2 separate regions of the Cricetulus griseus genome follow, and region 2 is linked to region 1. The links are chromatin contacts, called in public Hi-C maps. All regions are on one chromosome and are shown on one strand. Each heading gives the region's core, a stretch centred on a gene start, on an enhancer-like site or on the middle of the called end of the contact. The rest is flanking DNA. Distances are from core to core; before and after follow the strand shown. Region 1 holds the start of Fbxo4 (F-box only protein 4). Region 2 overlaps Oxct1 (succinyl-CoA:3-ketoacid coenzyme A transferase 1, mitochondrial).

Region 1 (5,881 bases), core at 2,136-4,635:
AAGTATTTCCCCCATCAGATATGGATTGGGATTTAAGACTTGATTGTGTGTTTGAGGCTAGCTTGGTTTACAAAGAAAGTTTCAGGACTGTTACACAGAGAAAACCTGCTCAAAAAGCAAAAACAAAAAAGACTGAAGAGACTGTCTCGGTGTTTATAGGCTTTCTGACTCCTGTGCATTGTTTGATGTTAAGGCACATACCATGACATTCCCTTGTTTTGCATATAGTAGAGTCGGATCAGAGTTATGACTAAAAGCACACCACCAAGTTACATTCCTAGCTTTACAGTCTTGTGGTCAGTGCTCTGATATTCGTTAAAGTGTGAGAGCTGTATCTGAAGGTGTTCTCAGAGTTAGCTTCATGACACTTTGAAAACCCATACTAACATGGTCTACTTTTAGATTGCTTGTTTCCTTGGTTCATCTTCTAGGGCCCCTTTTGTAACTCCATGAGGATATCCCATCTGCCACAGAATCCAGGATCCCATAGTTCTCTAGTATTACTTACCCTGAGTTCTTTTACTATAAAAAAATACATTATGGAAGTATTAACATGAGCTTAATATAGCTGGAATTGAAGTATTCACTATGTACTTATGCTGGTGTTTAGTAGTTCTGTTTTTGCAACTTTTAGTGACATTTTTCAACTACAGTGTTTTGGAACATATGATTAATAAAATAAAATCACTTTCCCCTACTTGTTTCTTGTTTTCTTTAATATTTTATTTTTGCATCAGAATAAAAAGATTTCCTCTCAGTTTGCTATCTTAATTTCTGAATGCTTTTTTTTTTTTTTTTTCCTTTCTGGTCTTAATAACTTGAAGACAGGTTAGCATAATGATTTAGATTGTGAGTTCTGGAGCTAGAAGGCCTGAATTAAATCACAACCCTGCCATTTCCTTGTGACTCTATATAAATTATTGAATCTTTCTGACTTTCAATATTCTATTTAAGAATGTTTAAATGGTGTGTTTCTGTGCACATGACTCACGAAGGATAGAGGCTTCTGATCCTGTGGAGCTGGAGTTTCAGGGGGTTTGAAGTCACCTGATGTGGTTTTGGGACTCCAACTCCCACCTTCTGCAAGAGTGGGAGGAGCTAGTAACCATTGATCCATCTCTCTACCCCCTCAATCTTATTTTTAATAAATATTTCCATAATGAAGCTGACTTCTTCATTCAATAAACAATTCTCATTTCCTTGTAATATAAGAGGCAGCGGCATTTCATTTCTTCATAACTGATACTTTCTTGTGCTTATTTTCTTTCCCTGAAAATAAAACACAACTTAGGGGTAAGAAATGACATATAAGAACTTAATTCTTGAGACTTTACCCCTTTTCCTGTTTACCTGAGCCCGTTGTTGGCCTATTCACTACTAGCAATGGCATATGGAATAATAATCATTGTAAAATTAGATTCCCATGGAGCCTCAGTTGCCCCAGCATCAAGCTTTGTTGAATTTCTGTTCCTTGTCATTTAGATCTTTTGGTATTCCCTTTTGAATGAAGGGTTCTATTGAAAAGTATTTAGGGTTTACTACTGAGCAGTAAGTACTGTTACATGCTGGCATATATTGTTAAGTATCTATTATTTTAATGTTTATATACTAGCAACTATTTCCTGTAGCCTCGTGTGTTCTTTAAAGATTTAATATTTATAAGGATGTGGATGGACCTTGCCTTCTACTTTGAAGATTATAAAATGGGATTAATTTTTAAACATCCTATGGATTAGATGCAGGAAAACATTTTGACAATAGAAGTTAAACTAATTGTATGTACAAGATCATAAATTTTAAATGTTTTTCACTAAAAAAGAATATAGCTCTGTGTCTTGGAATGGTAAGCAGTTATAGGTTGACAATGACTTTAAATTATGTGGGATCCACCTCTCATGCTTGCTCTCAAGAGCAGGATTTTACACCTTTAGGTTATTTTGATTGGAAAGTTAAAAGTTATTTGTCTTACTGCAGTGTAACATGTTTTGGTCCTTACTAAATATTCTTAAAAGATTTTAAATAATTAAAATGAGAATATTAAGTCAAAGTATCCCCTGAGACAAGTCTAGATTTGAAATGGACTTTGGGATTAGATGGAGATAATCTACTTGAAAATGCTTGACACATGCTACCAAACAGGTATTTGCGTCTTTCCTAAAGAAACTATATCCAGTGCTATATAATACTGTTTTGTTTTGTAGTCTACCTCTAGTTTCTTAAATTTCTTTTACTATCAAAGTGAGCAGAATAGTCATGGCTTTTTTGAAAGGTTAAAAATTCATTAGTTACTTTTAAGAATGCCACATTCTGTTTTCCTATCAAATTTTTTTCCATCCTGTTTTTTATGATAGATCATTGAACAATTTTTTAGTGTAGTTAAATTTTTGTAGTAGGCCTAAACTCACCATTTTGGTATAAAATACCCAATGATTGGGTGCTTTTTTGAGGCAAAATAGCAAAGGCCATAAATCAAAGACATTCACCACCTGCCCTGATGGAGGCATTATGTAGACAGCCTAGATCAAACTGGATGAATCTTCTCTGAGTTTTAAATGTTACATTATTTAAGTAAAGGGGGCTGGAGAGATGATGGTTCAGCAGTTAAGAGCATGCACTCTTCTTACAGAAGACCTGAGTGGGTGGAGCAACTTTGTGTAATTCCAGCCCTAGGCAATGTGTGCCCTGGCCTCTGCAGGAACCTGCATGTTCATGCAAATACCCACATATATATAGTTAAAATAAATCTTAGAACATTTATAAACACTGGGTGTTTGCTAAGCTTACTAACCACAAGTTTTACCTAATATTCCTGATGAAGTTAGACCAAATGCAGAGATTGAAGGTAAAGAGCTATTAAAAGGACAGTGCTTGAGTCAGTTTTGGCTCTTCATCTACAATACCTTCTCGTTCTCCAAAGCAGGATGTGCGAGTGAGCCAGTGCCACACATCCTGCAATATCTTTAACACAGATGTGGCTTCATGGAGAACTTGAGTTCCACGGATTCCTTAGTCTCCATAGGCTTAGTTTTTACTAAACTCCAAGAAAGCGGTAGATAGGTGACCCCAGAACACAGATGCACACACACACAGCAGGCTTACACCTAATTCTTAAGGGGAAGCAAGTGTAATTAGGACCAAGATCACAGAAAAGGGGGTTATTCAACAAGCCATCGCTCCTAGGTCCTTGAAGTGAACAGAGCCAGGGACAGAGAGGACAATAGTCTGGGGTAAGGGACACAGGGTGGGGGGCAGTCATTCCGGGGCCAGAGGGTTTCCGGCAGTGGTGAGTTTGCTGGCTGCGATGGCCAGCACCCGTGAGTGGGTGAGCGATGGTTGGCGCGAATCTCGGCCCGGAACCGCGCCCAGTAGGCCAGCCCGGCTCGGCCCAGCACGGCAGGCGGAGGCGGAGACGGAGGCCGAGCGGCCAGGAAGCCCGTGAGGCGGTCTGGGTCGCGCGGCGACAGCGGCCATGGCTGGAAGCGAGCCCGGAAGAGCCGGCTCCCCGCCGCCCGCCAGCGACTGGAGCCGCCTGGAGGCCGCCATCCTGAGCGGCTGGAGGACCTTCTGGCATTCGGTGGGCAAAGAGCGGGCGACGCGGACGGTCTCCCAGGAGGAGGCGGAGGAGGACACCAGCGCGCTGAGGCGGCTGCCGGTGAGCCAGCCCAGACCGCAGGCCGCGCAGAGGGGCCGCCCGGCTGCCACTTCCGGCTGTGTGCTCGCCCTGAGGGGCAGCAGCCACAGTCGCCTGGACGTTGACTCTTGGTGGCCTCCAGCCAGACAAGACACTAGTGACCACCGAGTTCTCCCACAGACTGCCAGTCGTCCAAATAGGATTATCCGGGAATCTGGTTAAGGAAATGGGCTAGATCGGGAAAGCATTCCATTGTCTCTGTTCTGCACATTTTATCTTCAGGCCCAGGCTCAGTATATTCCAGTTAGGAGGTTGCCTGGAGCAAGCAAGTTTGCTATATACTAAACAACAAAACTGCCATGTAATTGGAAATAAGCAAAGTTACCAGGGCCTCAAGTTAGAACAGGTCACAAAGAGAGTGCATGTTATTTAAAGTTTCAGAGAAAGATCAGAAAATGAAGAGATTACCCATTGTTGATTATTACATTTCTTTTATCTCAGCTGAATTATTGGTACGTCCCACTGATATTCATTCCTTAATGATCCCCCCACACACACACACGTTTCTTGCCTGTATCCCTTGAAACAGGTTAATAGACTAGAGAAATTCAGATGACAGATTCACACGCTTTCATTTGATCTAGTGATAAAATCAGAAAAATTTCCACTCGATGCACATTTATTTTGAGGAAGAAATTATTAATTATCTGCTATATCAAAATACCCAAGGGAAGAAAAATAAGGAAGTGGTTATTTTGCTTGAAAAATAGGAAGACGAAGCCTTGGGGCTTTGAAGAACGTTTCATATGTGGTAGGAATTAAAATGTTGAGTTTCTATTTTTCTCTGGATGAAAGAAAAATAAAATGGATTTAAATAGTAGAAAGAATGACCCATTCAGTTGGTCTTTAGTATAGCAATTCTTTGTTGATTATCTAAGTTGCCACAGTCTTCCAAGACAAATTGCTCACTTTTCTTATGTGTTACTTGCCTGTTTCAGATCGATGTACAGCTGTATATTTTGTCATTTCTTTCACCCCATGATCTGTGCCAGTTGGGAAGTACAAATCGTTACTGGAATGAAACCGTAAGAGACCCAATTCTCTGGAGATATTTTCTGCTGCGGGATCTCCCTTCTTGGTCTTCTGTTGATTGGAAGTCACTTCCGGATCTAGAGATCTTAAAAAAGCCCATATCTGAGGTCACCGACAGCACGCGTTTTGATTACATGGAGGTGTAAGTATTAATTTCTGTGAATTAACAAGAGATACTAAATTTTACACTAAATAGCCCACATTAGTTCTCACCCTGCTATTAATTTGTTGCACGGAATTTGTCTGAATGCCCCCTTGATACAATTATGGATTCAGCTAATTGACTTTTCTCATAAGACCCTTACAGCTTTAACCTTTTGCATTTTCCTGTGATGACTAACCAGTTTTCAATTAATTATTTGTGGTACATTTGGCAAGAAAGAAGACATTTCTTAAAATTCTCCCAATCTTTCTAATATTTTTTTGTTTTGTTTTGTTAAATTGTAAATGCCTTTTTGTAATCAGAGAAGGAATGTAGGGGATTAGAAAACAATTCCTTTTGGCAGGGGAGAAAATAATTTTTCAGACTTCAAGAAATAAGATCTTATTATTATACCTCAAAGCCTCAATGTTTCTTGAGTATTGTGTACATGAGAAAATCAAGTTTATTGAGCAAATGCTACATAATGGATTCTGTGGGGATCTGCTCCGTGTATGTTTACTCCTTCTATCCTTGTTCAAAGTAGAGATATTATCTTCATGTTAAGGATGTAGAGGTTGAGAACAGTTATGTTTTGTGTATGGCATAACATATAAGGGATTGTTCAATGTTATCATGTTCCCTCAGGATATGTCACTTTAGGTAAAGCCTGCTTTATTGTGAACCCCACATTTAAAGCATAATAAAAAAATTAAAAGAATCCTTGACCTTCTTCCCGATTGTTGTATGATGTTAGATTCAGTAGCTACCTGTAGGATTTTGCACCTACATTTCATTTGTTACTCAGCCTTTCTAATTCAGATGCTATTATGTCAGGTAATATGGGATGACAAGATCAAAATGTACCATGACCTTTATGATAATCTCAAATGACATATTTTTTAATTACTCTTATTTATTGTGTGTGTGTCGGGGGGTGGACACACACATGCCATGGTATATATGGAGGTCAGAGGACATCCTTTTGAAGTCCATTCTCTCTTTCCATCATATGGGTC
Region 2 (5,881 bases), core at 1,306-3,805, 65 kb before region 1:
CTGTTTGGATCGAAGTAAAAGACCCAGGCCAAAGTTGTCAACCCTAAATAGAAAGAAAGTTGATAATCATGAGATCATCTACAGAACAATGTTAGCACACATTTTGTTGTTGTTTTTTTTTTTTTAAGACCTGAAACTTTAATAACTCGGAGGGAAAGAAATCTCTTCTTCTAAAGAATTCTTTGGAAGGCAGAGGTAGGTGGAACTCTGTGAGTTCGAGGCCAGCCTGGTCTCCAGAGCCAGTGCCAGGATAGGCTCCAAAGCTACACAGAGAAACCCTGTCTCGAAAAACCAAAGGGGGGAGGACAATGAAACTACAATAAGAAAGACCCTGCAATTCTCTTAGATACAGGAGCCTGTGTTTCCTCCCAGCTGTTCGCTTTATGTTCTAACTGCTCCTCCCACAGCTTGTGTTGTCTGCAAAATTCACTCATCCTGCAATCCCATACTGAATGCTTACTCTACACTAGAGATGGGATGTCAGCTTCTGGGGCTACAGCCATGAGAAGGCCTGGCCCTGGGCCCTGTGTAGTTCTGAGAGTTCAGAGGAAATAAAGAATAAGTCTGTAATTAACACAGAGGGATGTGCTAAGTGGTGTCTGTACAGTATGTGATGAGAACATAGAAGTTGGAGGACCCAACTGGTGACAGAAAGAGGGAAGAGAGTCCAGATGAGGGGAAAAGGTCATACAGAAGGTGAAAATAGATGGGAGCAGAAGGGAAACGGAGTTTGAGAACACAGTAAGAGATGGAGATCCTGAGGCATCTTCCTCAGAGCTCAGCGTGAACAGATGTGCTCTGGAGGCAGGACTGGGAGGAGGACCTGATCGTGATCTGCCTTGAAGGACTTCATCCTGAAGGACAGGAGATGATGAGCACTGCTGAAAGGTGATAGGCTATACAATGAAGTCAATTAAAAGCTTGGCATGGTCCAAACAATGCTGAGTATCTGAATTAAAGTGGAGGCCACGGGGATGGAGAAGAGGCACTGGGAGACGGTTCATCCGAAAGATGGGTTGCCATGGTGTAGACAGACCCCCTGCAGAATTTTAGCTTTGACTATGGAACCTAACAGAAGAATGAGCTAGAGGAAATGAATCTTAACCACTAGAGACATCCCATATGTTTTGACAAGCAAAGGTGTTAAGTATGGCAGCCTATGTGACAAACCACTAATATTCTTTCAGCAACCACCTGCCTCCACTGTTATCAAGCTTATCGGTGCCCATTCCAGCTCACATGGCTCCTTCCTAATTGAAACCTTTTGTCTCACCTTCCCACAGCATCCTGCATACCATATCCCTCAAAGTGTGTAGATAACAAGAAACTGTTAATCATTCAGTAACCTTTGCTTCCTATCCGCCAGAGGCATACAAATATGTATATTGTTTGTATTTAGTATCTGTGGTGGTTTGAAGGAAAATGGCCCCTAAAGGGAGTGGCACTACTAGGAAGTGTGGTCTTGTTAAAGTGGGTGTGGCCTTGTTGGAGAAGTGTGTCACTTTGGGGACAGGCTTTGAGGTCTCTTTTGCTCAAGCTTTGCTCAGTGTGACACTCAGTCTACTTCCTGTTGCCTACAAGATGTAGGACCAGGACCAGCATGTATGTTTCCATGTCCCATCTTGATGATAATGGACTAAGCCTCTGAAACTGGAAGCTGTCACCTCAATTCCATGTTTTCCTTTAGAAGAGTTGCCATGGTCATGATGGCTCTTCAGAGCAATAGAAACCCTAACTGAGTATCTTTTTTCCAAAAGAACATTAAAGGCTAAGTAGCATGTACTTTTTCCACCTGGTCAGTTTCCATTAATGGGCTCCAATGAAGTCTGTGAGTGAAATCACACACAAGGTTAACTTCACCTAGCTTAGGACACAGAGGGAAGTTTGCAGGTCTTTGGCTTCTCATCTATCCAGTCTTCAGCTAAGTATGAAACACAATAAGTGAACCACTGCCCAGAATGAATCCTGCTTTGAAAACTACTTCAAAGTTAAAGTAGTTAATAATATACTTTTCCACTAGAGGTCTCCATATAACTAAAGATGCTGTCTTTCTAGTGAGAAAGGCTTTCTAGTCTTGCTTCCCTCCTGTTTTCCTTCTCCTCCCTCATCCCTCCTCCTTCCTCCCTCCATCTTCCTCCCTCCTCCTCTTCTTCCTCCTCCTCTTTTCCCCAGACCCTTCCTCATTTGTTTGTTTCTAGCCTGCCCCTAAGGCCCAGGCCCCACTTCAGGTTAGCAATTCTCTTCCAAATTTAGCTTCTCTTTCAGCCTATCCAGGCATGCCTAAGAGCAGTTCTCTCCTTAGAAATGAGCAGGACAAAATTAGAGAAGTGGTCTTTCACTCTCCCGACCAAGCCTATCAGGACATCCTGACTCCAAAACTGTTCAATGATCAAACCATCCCTCACCCTCATTTCCTGGGCACCAGAGGGCCCTCGTCTGCCTCTGCTTCTGTCCCTACAACACACCTCGAACACGGCAGCCAAGTAACACCTTATAAAACACAGAACTGAGAGAACAGGGCTCTGCTATGCTCAAAACCTTGCAAGGCATTATTTATTCATAACAAAGCAAAGAGCTCTAGAGCAGCCCACAAGGCCCACTCTTTGCATGGCCTCATTCCTTCTAGGCTCTCTGCCCACTTCTCTACCTCCTTATTGCCCTCTTGGCTCCCCTAGCCATGCCAGGAATGTTTCCCTAAGGGCCTTTGCACTGGCTTTCCACTGTCTCTGAAACTCCCTCCATAGAGCTCCTCCCTCAGCCCACTTCCTTCATGTGGGTTCAGATGCTACCTACCTTCATGCCACTCTGACCACTGCACTGATGACTGACAGCTGCCTCTCTACTGGGAGTGTACCAATCTTCTTGCTCGATCTTTTTCTTTTTTCCAGGTTACATAATGTTCTAATGTGTTAGAAAATGTGCCCATTTTTTATGCTGACTACCTATTATCTGTCTTTCCCAAACAGAAGAAAGTCTGTGACAAGGGCCCTGCTGTTGGTTTTGGTGGAGGTGGTGTGGTGTGATGGTGGTGGTGGTGGAGTGATGGGGTGGTGGGGTGGTAGTGGTGATGGAGTGGTGGTATGGCGGTGTGGTGGTATGGTGGTGTGGTGTGATGGTGGTGGTTTTTTGGTTTTTGTTCTTTTCTTTCCCTTCTGCATCCCAAGCACCTGTCAGCTATACAGCACATAAAGAGGACTGCAGAAATACTTGGGGAGCACTTGTTAAAAGAATTTATTGCTGCATTCCATTTGCCCCTCCCAGCCAGAGCTTCTCTAACAGGAATGAACTATTCTAGGTTCATTTCTACAGCTGTGATTAAATAGCCAGACAAAAAGCAACATAGAGGGGAAAGTGTTCATTTATTTAGCTTGTAATTCCAGGTTATGGTCCATTACCACAGGAAAGACCAAACAGGAAATTGAAGCCTCATATCCACACATCCACAGCCAAGAACAGGAGTAAACGAAGGATCCTTGCTTGCTCTCAGCTAGCTTTCTTCTCTCCTCTTATATGCTTTATGACCCCTGACTATGAAATGGCACCACCACCATGGGGTGTGTCTTCACCCAATCAAAACAATCCCTCAAAAATATGCCCACAGTCCAAACTGATCTAGATAATTCCTCACTAAGAGTCTCTCCCTAGGCTGGGCAGTGGTGGCACATGCCTTTAATCCCAACACTCAGGAGGCAAAGGCGGGTGGATCTCTGAGTTTGAGGCCACCTGAATTCCAGGACAGCCAGGACTATACAGAGAATCCCTGTCTGGGGGAGGGGGCTGTGGAGGGGATGATTCTCTCCCCCTTGTAATTCTAGGTGGTGATGAGTTGACAGTGACAGTCAAAGCTGACCAGCACAATCACTTGTCCCTGACAATCCACAGTTAGCTTCCAGTCTGTTTGGTATCCAGCCTATGCCTTGAACCAGGAGCTCCCCTGCATTGACTTCTGCTAGGGCTGGGCCAAGGGGCATGCACTATCAGGGGTGAGGTCCAGAGTACAGTGATGTCAGGATCTGTAGTCCTCAGGCTGTCTTCCCTTCTATTTACAAAACTCCTAAACACTGGTTCTCTTAAGGGCTCCTATGTGAGGGCTGATGGCAACAGTACCTCTCTGCTTTCCCTCCAGGGTTACTTAAAGGTCATGTTGTTTTTCTTTAGCTATAATCAGTCCTTTTAAAGGAGTCCCTTTGGTAAGGTCCTCAATTACCAGTGATAATATCCAGAGCTATGACTAATAAAATCATCATCATAAAACAACCCATAAAGGTGGATACAGGCCATTTGTTTTCTGTAGTTTTAAATATCTGAAGCTACCTCCAAGCCTACAGAGTCCATTCCAAAAAAAAAAAAGAACATAGTTAGTCATTCATTGACTTGGAAATTTTTCTGACCACTCTTTCATACCTCTTTGTTTATTTTTGCAACACATTACACATTTTAACCTGGCTCTATTTAAGGATGACCTTCTGTATTTGTTGATCTTGGCTCTGGGGCTGACTATGTATTTGCCCTTTGTTTTAGTTGTCTCCTGGCATAGCAACCAGGCAATGCCTAAGACTCTGGAAAATTGGGCCAGAAAAAGAGTTAGTGTTGGCCTTGAAAAATCTGCTAGATAGATAGCTTATCATGAGAATGTGTATTTCTATGGTGTCTCTAATTCACAAACTCATCAAATAAGTTTGTTTGATATAATAGTATCATCACTGATGATTAAAAAATGAGTAAACTACATCCCTAAAATCTAAGCGCTCACGATATAAAGACTGAAGATGTGTGCCCGTTGGCAAATGGGAAACACAGCATTTCTAACAGAAATCCTGTATGAAAAGCCTTTGTGTGCCTTAATACTGAAGGTGATGCTGATAGACTCTCCAACAGGTGGCACTGCTTGCCATCAGGAGCCAACATTCTCTATTTCTAGAATTTCTAAAGAAAAAAAAAAACTGAATTTTATAGGACTTCAGACATTTTAGGAGTTTAAAAAAACTCTAAAAGCCACAACTCTATAGAGTGTTAATGTAAACCAAAATGGATATTGCACGAAATATATCCATCTTCTGAAAATAGTTCATTTCTGAATCTGAAATTTAAATTCTTGAAGGCAGGAAGTGGTGGCGCATGCCTTTCTTCCCAGCACACGAGAGGCACAGGCAGGTGAATCTCTTGAGTTCAACAACAGCCTGGTTTATAGAGCAAGTTCTAGGACAGCCAGGACTACACGGAGGAACCTTGTGTATTTTTGGTTGTGAGCCTAGGCTTTAACAACTGAGCCATCTCTCCCCCTTACCAGCTGCAGCACTCAGGAAAGTGAGCCCTGCACCTCACCTGAGCAGCACAGCAGAACTGACCCTATTGACAGGGGTACGGCTGTGAGCATGAAATATCTGGACCATCCCTCATCTTCGATATAGTGGTGTGGATGAGGTAGAGATGCCCTCCACCTCTCACAGGCAGTGAGGGGTAGAGGAGCTGACCCTGAGGTCACAAGAGCAGGAGAGCTGTCCCTGCCCCTCTCTAGCTGCAGCACCTTGCCTGGGCAACTGGCCTTGATGATTCAGGTTTAGGAGTGCCAACCCTGAGGGTGTGAAAGCAGGAGAATTGGCCCCACTATTAGTATTCAGGCCTCTGTAATGGCCTGTCCTTGGGGATCTGACAGGATACACCCTCAGCTGCAGCCACTAAGAACACCACCTGTGCATATTCACTATGTTCCCTTATAAAAGGGCCCACCTCCTCTCTCTCTCTCTCTCTCTCTCTCTCTCTCTCTCTCTCTCTCTCTCTCTCTCTCTGTGTGTGTGTGTGTGTCTCCCTCCCTCCCCCTCTCTCTCTCTCCCTCCCTGCTTCTCTTTGTGTGTCTGTTTCTCTCTCCCCCCTCTCTTTC

The links. Hi-C and Micro-C count contacts between places; a contact is called where the count stands out from the background.
Region 2: a contact with region 1 is called in a Hi-C map of liver, with 3 times the contacts expected there. The contact joins the enhancer-like site here to the promoter of Fbxo4 in region 1. A contact is called at or near these places in 3 of 8 Hi-C or Micro-C datasets (the CHK-Q cell line, the CHO-K1 cell line and liver).

Annotation. Positions count from the first base shown.
Region 1 is chr2:338,186,838-338,192,718 of CriGri-PICRH-1.0, reverse strand. It overlaps Fbxo4 (F-box only protein 4), which reads left to right and starts at 3,385. Exons shown (of 7, transcript XM_035440589.1): 1 at 3,385-3,652; 2 at 4,684-4,865. The coding sequence starts at 3,470.
Region 2 is chr2:338,251,000-338,256,880 of CriGri-PICRH-1.0, reverse strand. It overlaps Oxct1 (succinyl-CoA:3-ketoacid coenzyme A transferase 1, mitochondrial), which reads right to left. Exons shown (of 17, transcript XM_027401378.2): 4 at 1-43. Among named protein-coding and RNA genes, the nearest start is that of Oxct1, 16 kb to the right of the region's middle. Within about 2 kb of position 2,555, at least 1 of the 6 cell types and tissues checked has open chromatin away from gene starts, as enhancers often do.